Regions from separate parts of the Mus musculus genome. Here regions 2 and 3 are each linked to region 1. The links are chromatin contacts, called in public promoter capture Hi-C maps. All regions are on one chromosome and are shown on one strand. The core of a region is the stretch at or near the end of the contact, and the rest is flanking DNA. Distances in the headings are between cores, read along the strand shown.

Region 1 (2,793 bases), core at 52-2,551:
GCAGCAACAACTGGAAAACAAAGAAGCTATGAATTTGAAGGCAAGTAGGAAGTAGTATATGGGAGAGTTTGGAGGTAGAAATAGAAAGGGGAAATATTATAATAAAATTATAACTTCAAAACAAAACAACAACAACAAACCACTTCAAAGAAAGCCTAGTGTGGTGGTCCATGCCTGTAAAGCACTTACAAAGCTAAAATAGAAAATTACTGAATTTGAAGCCATCCTGGGTCACATAACAAAAACAAAACTACATTTTTTTAAAAATTTATAGATCTATTTAGTGGAGGTCAACTCTACAGTTTATCCATGTTAGGCAAGTGCTCTAATCCCTGGGCTATACTACACCCCACTCCTACAGGGTTTGCTGTATTTGGTTTAGTTAGTTCCAGAATCAGAATGTGATGTGGCCTTGATGGTTGATCTTCAACATATAGACAAAGAAAAAAGGGTCAGTTTTGTTTGTTTTTCTTGATTGAGTCAGCTTGAAGCTGTGTGTTAAGATAAACCACTAATTTCACTGCTTTTTGCTTACTTAGCAAAAAAAGACCTAGACCTGGTAGCTCACAGACCTGCTTCAGATTCCTAAGTAGCTTGCACCACAATGCCAGGTTACATTGGGGATTTTTTTTTTAATATTGACTATTTTTTACTTTCCTGTTTGGTGATTTTTTTCCCTTTAGTGCAAAGTCTGAGATATCTAGCAATGAAGCATTGTGAAATTCCATAAACTTGCACTGTGTTTACAGACCTGATTGCCCCACCGTGCCACTGCTTCTGATGTTACAGAGTTTAAGGTACAAACCTGGGCCCTAGCAGCCTTAAAAAGCAAGGTTTGCATGCCAGTCCTCAGTATACCAACAACAGGTGCATGCTCTAGTGAAAATCAGAGAAAAGAGATTTATTCAACTAGACACATTGGGAAGGGAACAAATTCAGGAGTCCACACACACCATATGAATACCTTCTAGATCTTGAGATATACATACATGCATACATTCAGTTTCTTAAATAGTCAACCTGAGCCTGCCCTATGACCCACTGCATACTTACCTAAGAGAAACTGTGATGCCACACATGGCGAGTCTCTGCTTTTCAGTCTAAGCCCTAATCTTAATGTGGCACAATTTCTCCTAGCTCCAGCACTGCCCAGCTTCACAATGGTAATCAATCAGTCATCCTCCAACTTCATTGATTTTCTCCTCTTCAAGATGTTGATGTCCCCAGCAGCAGTCACCTGACTCCAAAGGCCTCATATAACCACCTCTGGCCCCAGGAGCCTAAACTGCTGCACCTGCCAGCATGCCTCCCTCCATAACACCTGGCAGCACACCTGCCAGCACACCTGCCAGGACACCTGCCAGGACACCTGCTAGCACACCTGCCAGGACACCTTCCAGAACACCTGCCAGCACACCTGCCAGCATACCTCCTTCCAGCATACCTCCTTCCAGCACTCCATGCCGTCACTTTTCAGTGTGCCTCAGCTTCACACCGAATCTGTCAATGCCCACCTCCCTAGTGACGTGGTCATCCTCACTCAGCTTCATGGCCCATCTTTAATATCCAGCTTAAGGTCATGTTTCTGGGAGCCTTGCTGGTACTAAGTATCCTGGACCTTTTCTGGTGGGATTCACAGAACTCTCTGAGATCTGTGTAGAGACAAGGTCTCAGGAATGGCAGGTGGCAGTCACACTTCTAAGGGACAGAAGTTGAACTGCAGGGTGGTTACAACAGAAAGCCATGATGCTGTGAAACTCTGTGTCTTGAATGGCTGTCTGGTAGTCTTCCATCTTCAGACCCGAGATCTGGATCTTTCTACCTCTTGCCTCTTCATGTAGTTATTAGATACTGGCTTCCCAGAAGAAGATAGCAGTCCAGGGTAAGGCAGAGGGAATTCCCAGAGGAATATTTAACTGAGAACCACCAGCCCTTACCATAGCCTATTACAGTCTGGAAGGGAGTCCTGCATGGCTACCACAGCATCACTAAGCTTGTTTTGTTCTATGAGAACACAGAAAAGTACATAGGTCTGCAATAATTGTACAAGTAGAAGAGAGTCGACACTTGTGAGTATTTTCTTTTCCAGCCTAGGCCTCTTTCCATTGAGTATATTAAGAGACTCTCAAACAAAAGATAACATGGCAGGAGGATCCAAGCACCATCAAGCACAATGTGGGTTTTAGCTCATCACGAAACAGCCCACAACTTTGATCAAAAGGAATTAAACCCAGATACTATTGCATATGCCACCAAGATTTTGCCGATAGGACCCTAATATAGCTGTCTCTTGTGAGGCTATGCCAGTGCCTGGCAAATACAGAAGTGGATGCTCACAGTCATCTATTGGATGGAACACAGGGCCCCTAATGAAGGAGCTAGAGAAAGTACCCAAGTAGCTGAAGGGATCTGCAACCCTATAGGTGGAACAACAATATGAACTAACCAGTACCCCCAGAGCTCGTGTCTCTAGCTGCATATGTAGCAGAAGATGGCCTAGTCGGCCATCATTGGGAGGAGAGGACCTTGGTCTTGCGAAGATTATATGCCCCAGTACAGGGGAATGCCAGGGCCAGGAGGCAGGAGTGTGTGGGTTGGGGAGCAGGGCGGGGGAGGGGGAAGGATATAGGGGACTTTCAGGATAGCATTTAAAATGCAAATGAAGAAAATATCTAAGAAAAAGGGGAATTAGCTATTAAGCACTTGTGTGTGTGTCAGACCTTGTTTCAAACATTCTGTATTTATATGTGTATGTGCATACATCTATGTAAATATATACATATAAGTATATGA
Region 2 (2,744 bases), core at 122-2,621, 1.1 Mb before region 1:
CCTGGGGCAACTAGGGGACTATATCACAGCCCATCTTCGCTACCGAAGGTCAAGCAAGGGGGTGGCAGGGCTCCAATCCTATCTCAGGGTTTGTCCCAGGGGAAATCCCATAGGCAGGAAGGAGATTCGGGGAACTACAAGTTTGGGGAAACAGCAAAAGCTTTAGGCCTGCAGCGACTTCCTAGTGCTGATAGCTTACTTTTAAACAGTTTCAAGGGCTGGTGAGGAGGCTCTATGAGTAAAGCGCTTGCTGCCAAAGCCTCAGGACCTAAGTTTAATCCTCAAAAGTCACAGGAAAGCGGACGGGGAGAAACGACTGATGCCACAGAGTTGTCTTGCACACAGCCACTATGACCCACAGGTACACATGTACATGCGCTCTCTCTCTCTCTCTCTCTCTCTCTCTCTCTCTCTCTCTCTCTCTCTGGTGTGTGAGTGAGTGTGCATCTGTCTGTTTCTCAATAATAAGTAAGTAAGTAAGTAAGTAAATAAATAAATAAATAAAGACAATTTCAAGCATTTTCTTCGACATACTTTTAGGTTAAACAACCCAGCCTCCCCAAAGGTCTGGGCTCAAAGCTTACCCTGACTGCATTGTATGACCCTGTCAAATCCTTTCTATTTTCAATCTGGAGTTCATCACCAGTTTAAACAACTATGACCCTAGGACTTCATCCACAATAAACACTGTCGACATTGGGCTTCAGGCTCCAGAGAGATAGTGAGGTGCCGGAGATCTCAAAGAAGAGAACGGGCCCCAAAGAATCAGGAGACAGGTGGAGTTTAGCCCTGAAACTATACGTGAGTGGCATATTGTGTAGCCCTTTGGTTATGGCCCACCGCACCAACAGCGACGGAGAAACAAGTGTCTGGATGAGTAATCATCCTAGCGTTGGCTTTCCAGCTGTAAAATCTTAAGGTCTTGCTGAAACCCTCTTCCCGCCTCTAAGATCGTGTTTCTAGGAAGCTGGCTGAGAGGAGGATGAGGTGAGCACAAGTGTAGCCGGCCGTTGGATTCACGTGCCCTGCTAAGATTTTGCCCGGAAAGTACCTTATCTAGGAGATGTTAGGCGCCTTGCCACCCTCAGCCCTTGGCTGGAAGCCCGCAGTGCGCCAGGCTGGCAGGGGGAGGAGACTCGCGCACTGCGGCTGGGGGTGCAAGTGCTCAGGCTCTAGCGCCCTGCCTGATCGCGGCCCCAGGGTCGAAGGTAGGGTGCTCCAAGGATGCCCACTACCTTTGCAGTCTGAGCATCACTCACCGTTCAGTCATCGCGCGGTCCAGAGGCCACCAGCAAGAGAGGTCGCGTGCACTAGAATTGTGCCTGCACGGACTCAAGAGCCCTGCATCTGCTGCAGGGATCAAGTCCGTCCCAGCCCACCCTAGACACACCTCCTCCCGCCCCCGAACACGCCCCTCTCCGCCCTGGACACGCCCCTTCTCTCTGGTCAACTGCTTTGCCTATCAGCCCATCTCTTCCTTCTAGGGTGCTTGGTACTGATGCCCCTCAAGTAGACCCCGAGCATTTGCTCACTTGTTCGATCTTTACGGACACCACTAAGCGCTTCGCGCATCACTTAAGTCCCCAATCCTCGAGGGCACCCCAGGACGCAAAGAGAAAGCAGTAGGAGTGGGTCCCCAGGGGCCCTCGGTCTACACAGGCGGAGGCCAGGGAGCCTGGGTAACGCAGATACTTGGGTTTCAACAAAGACCTCTGCGCAGGCGCTACAGCTACTACTGTGCGCTTCCTAGGGAGGGTGGAGTGTGTGTTCGCGCGCGTGAAGTCTGGGACATTTATTTATTGTCCAGGTGGCACCTGCAAGCAAAGTTGTGGCTTCTCAGAAAGCTACATTAAAAAATAGGAGCTGGTGAATTTAAAAAGTTAGTTTCCTCTCTCTCGGTCGCTGTTTTCTGAGGAGATTGGCCAGCGCTGAGGCAGAGCCCCAGGCTATAGGCTGGGAGCTTAGGGAAGCTGGGCGGCTGTGAGGCAAGGGAGCTTTGTTGACTCTGTTTTATTTCATGGTTCCCAGTCCTGACTTCAGGACCTCTTGCCCTCCCTCGCAAAGTAAGTCATCTCAGCTCGGCTCATTCCCTGGTTTCTAACCCTCTTAGAGTCACAGGGCCGTTTTAGAGTATGAAGTGGGACTTCTAAAAGTGTAGGTACTCACGTATTTGAAAACAGACGGCATTAGAGTCTCTGGACCCCAATGCAGCGCACCGTGCCAATTATGGCCGGCGAAGAGATGGCAAAGAGATTGTGCTCCGCCCTTTACTTCCTGTGTCACAGACTCTCTGTCTATTTCCCTACCTGCAGCGGGCTAAAAATGACCAGCCTGCAGTCCCTCTTCAACTTAGCTTTCACTCGTGTTCTTAGAGAGTGATCCATTCTCTGCCAACTAGGGTTTCCTGTGGTTGGTGACCTGTTGTTGGAACCCATGTTTCTTCCCACAGCCCGAAAGCATCAGAACTGAGCTCATTATTTGGGTGCTTCGAAAAGTTTTGACAAACCAAAAGCACGGAATTCCACCGTAACTCCCAACTTCTCCAATTCACCCCTGTGCAACTGAAGAAGTCAACAGCCGGTGGGGAGGGCGAGTCTCCCTGTGGCTCTCCAGCATGAGTCGTGCTCTCTGCCCCAGTTCACCTTGTTGTCTCTCTCACCTTGCTTGGGACATAGGCCTCAGGTGTCCTGAGCCCTCCTTGTATGTTTTACATGTGCTGCTGATCTGGTCTGCTGTTGCTCCAC
Region 3 (2,870 bases), core at 360-2,859, 1.1 Mb before region 1:
ATTCATCTGGAAGAACTGGGGTCCCTACTTCTCTTTCTTCCCTACCACTCTTGATAGCCATCTTCCTTCTTTCTGCCTCTATGCATTTGAGTTATTTTGGATTCCACACTACACTTAAGTGAAATCATGCCCCACCCACTGCCCCATGGAGTCTCCTCTCTCTTCATTGTCCTGGAAAGCCCCCGTGAAAACAGGGATGTCATGAGAACCTTCACGTGGGGATGGCCTCACCCCCACTCACAGTGTGGATCTCATGGTCGGCTAACAGTCATGCCTAGTTTCAAACACCTCACTGACCACAGAGAGAAGAGTCTAAGGCTATCAAAACCACACACAGCTTCCTGATACGGCCTCACAGTGTTTGCCTAAACAGTCAGGCAAAAGGCTGGAGTCCTGTGGAATCATTCAGGTGTAAGTTGGGAATTGTCACCTGACTTAAGCATTGTTCAGTATCTCCAATGTCCCCATGCCTTTACCCATGACTCTAATGCTACACTTGGAATGCATAGACACAAGACCAGCAGCTCACCATGCTGCAGGAGGCTAGTGTCTGTCCAGCCCTCATGTATCAGACCTGAACGTACTGTTCCCTCTGTAACTCCTCTTCCTCCCGCTTCTGAGGGTAGGTGAGCAGAGGCGCTGAGGCCTGAGAAACGCAAAGCCGGTTCCTTCCCAGGGCTGTCCATCTTGCCTTCAGCTGCCACTGTGTTGGTATCACCCTTGGAGTCCCCTGGTTTCTCACAGCTGCTGTCATTTGCCCGAGCATGGCATCTGGCAGAAGCCACACTACAGCTCCTTACTCAAACCTATAGTGCCTTGCCCTTGCTTTGGTATCATCTGGCCCACCTGACCTGGACCACCCCCTCTTCTGCTGCTCCACAGCCCTTCGGCGCTCTATTTTGCAGCCATCCTGAGTGCTGAGTCACTGCGCCTGCCCACTGATGACTCCATAATCCTTCTCACTGGGAAACAGGCATCATACGTGGTGATTTGTCCACAGTATTTGCTATGCCATTAGCAGTCACTGGCACATGCCTGGCCAACAACGGGCAAGCAAATTTCTCCTTGAAAGTATCTGAGATGTTATGAGAGAAGTCAGACAGACTGTCAAGCTGCCCCGGCACTTGTGTAAGGTGATGTCCCTCACCCTGCAAGCCTCATGTGTTATCATGATCATAAGTGTAGGCCTGGAACTCAGCAAAACTTAGCACAAGGCTGGCGTGTCACAGGATCACAGGTCCTGGGGTAATCCATAGTAGAAAATACTGTGCTATACCAGACAGGGGTGGAAGCCCATGGGGGTCCTATGGAGGTCCCAGGTTCCAGCAGTCCCCAGGTCCCAGGAACCCCCAGGCTGGCTTTGCTCTCTACCCATAGTAAAGCTGTCTAAGTCAGGTGAGGTGGCTGCCCCACACCTCACCCTACAGTGTAAATATTTCCCAACCTCCTGCAGGCACATACACAAATTCCAGGCTGGCAGCTGGGCCAAGCCCCACCCTCTGTGCTTTCCCCTGAGAACCTTCCAAAGTGCTGTTATTTTGAGCTTTTCCTGACAATGATTGATGACCGGAGGAACCGTGTAAAAGCAGCAGTGTGTGTTGGGTTTGCCAGACCGCACAGGGGAAGAAACCACAGCACATCGTCCTGACTGTCCTCTTCCCAGGGACCAAGAGCTAGAGACCCGGCTGTGACTGCCCGCCTCTGGGGCTTCCTTTAGAGGAGACAGTCTTTACCCATCTAGACTCCTGCCACCCTGACTGCTGACTTACAGGTAAGAAGAGCAGCCACCCTTTGGCTTGACACTTTTAAAACACGGGGCTAGTTTATCTCTGAGAGCATCTCTCATCCCGAGCTTTCACGGCCTGACTACTGGATAGAGAGCAGGGGGGTGGGTACCACCGACCACTATGATAATAAGGTGTTTATACAAGGCCTTTGTGTTTACAGGAGAGCTGTGATGTCAAAGCTATGTCTCCGTGAATTTCCCCATATATCCCTGCCAGTGGGATGTTTATAACCCTATTTTTCAGACAAGTAATTAGAGGTTTAGAGAGGTGACATTGCCAGTCTCTAAGTCATTAAGTGGCAGAGACGAGTTTAAAACCTAGGTGTTCTCTGACCCCACATTAATACCCCCCCCCCCGTTTTCTTACCTGTTCGTTCTTCATTTTAAAATTTTTAATTAATTTATTTTATTTTATATGCATGGATATTTTGCCTACACTAATGTATGTGTGCTACACACATGCCAGTCAGACCCCTGGAACTTGATTTATAGATGGCTAGAGCCACTATGTGTGTGCTAAGAACTGAACTCAGGCTCTCTGCAAGAATAAGTACCCTTACCACTGAGCCCCGACTATCTGGCTATTCTTAAACAACACTAATGATGAAGCCTTAGTGAGCTGGGTACTTTGGTGGTAGCTGGAAGGATGAGTGCGGGTGGGGGCAGGGGGGTGAGCCTTGGTCTCAGATCTGCAGGTTTCTTATTGTTTTCTGGGTACCCGAGCCCCGTGTAGCATCTCCGATGAGGGAGAGGAAGTAGGAGGGTGTCAGGGTGGCATGGCGGGCTCGCCACTGGTTTCCTCTTGGCTAACAGGTTGCTTTTGCTTTATTAGCAGCTATGAGGTCCCGGCTTCTGCTGCCCGTGCCCCATTTGCCAACGATTCGGGAAATGTCAGAAGAGCTGTCACATGGGGCAGCTGGGCAGGAACCCCCAGCGTCCCCCAGCCTGGATGACTACGTCAGGTGTATCTGTCAGCTGGCACAGCCCACCTCAGTGCTGGACAAGGTCACAGCCCAGAGCCGTCCCAACAGACCCTCCCGGCCAGCCTGGACTCGAGAGAAGAGGCGCCAGGCCGAGTCTCCAG

What was found. Promoter capture Hi-C pulls out the DNA fragments that hold promoters and counts their contacts.
Region 2: a contact with region 1 is called in a promoter capture Hi-C map of liver, with 4 times the contacts expected there. The contact joins the promoter of Rassf4 here to the enhancer-like site in region 1. A contact is called at or near these places in 3 of 39 promoter capture datasets (embryonic stem cells, hippocampal neurons and liver) and 3 of 115 datasets of contacts at active chromatin or transcription factors (embryonic forebrain, embryonic stem cells and stem cell-derived neural progenitor cells).
Region 3: a contact with region 1 is called in a promoter capture Hi-C map of liver, with 4 times the contacts expected there. The contact joins the promoter of Depp1 here to the enhancer-like site in region 1. A contact is called at or near these places in 4 of 39 promoter capture datasets (the 3T3-L1 cell line, hippocampal neurons, liver and 1 more) and 1 of 9 other capture datasets (adipose tissue).

What each region holds. Positions count from the first base shown.
Region 1 is chr6:117,764,605-117,767,397 of GRCm38.p6, forward strand. No RefSeq gene overlaps it. Among named protein-coding and RNA genes, the nearest start is that of 1700030F04Rik, 14 kb to the left of the region's middle. Within about 2 kb of position 1,302, at least 3 of the 459 cell types and tissues checked have an H3K27ac peak or open chromatin away from gene starts, as enhancers often do. A contact at or near this core is called in liver, where this site is marked.
Region 2 is chr6:116,672,465-116,675,208 of GRCm38.p6, forward strand. Rassf4 (Ras association (RalGDS/AF-6) domain family member 4) reads right to left here and starts at 1,372. Exons shown (of 11, transcript NM_178045.4): 1 at 1,260-1,372.
Region 3 is chr6:116,649,075-116,651,944 of GRCm38.p6, forward strand. Depp1 (DEPP1 autophagy regulator) reads left to right here and starts at 1,610. Exons shown (of 2, transcript NM_145980.2): 1 at 1,610-1,771; 2 at 2,619-2,870. The coding sequence starts at 2,624. All of the region lies in intron 3 of Rassf4 (Ras association (RalGDS/AF-6) domain family member 4), which reads right to left.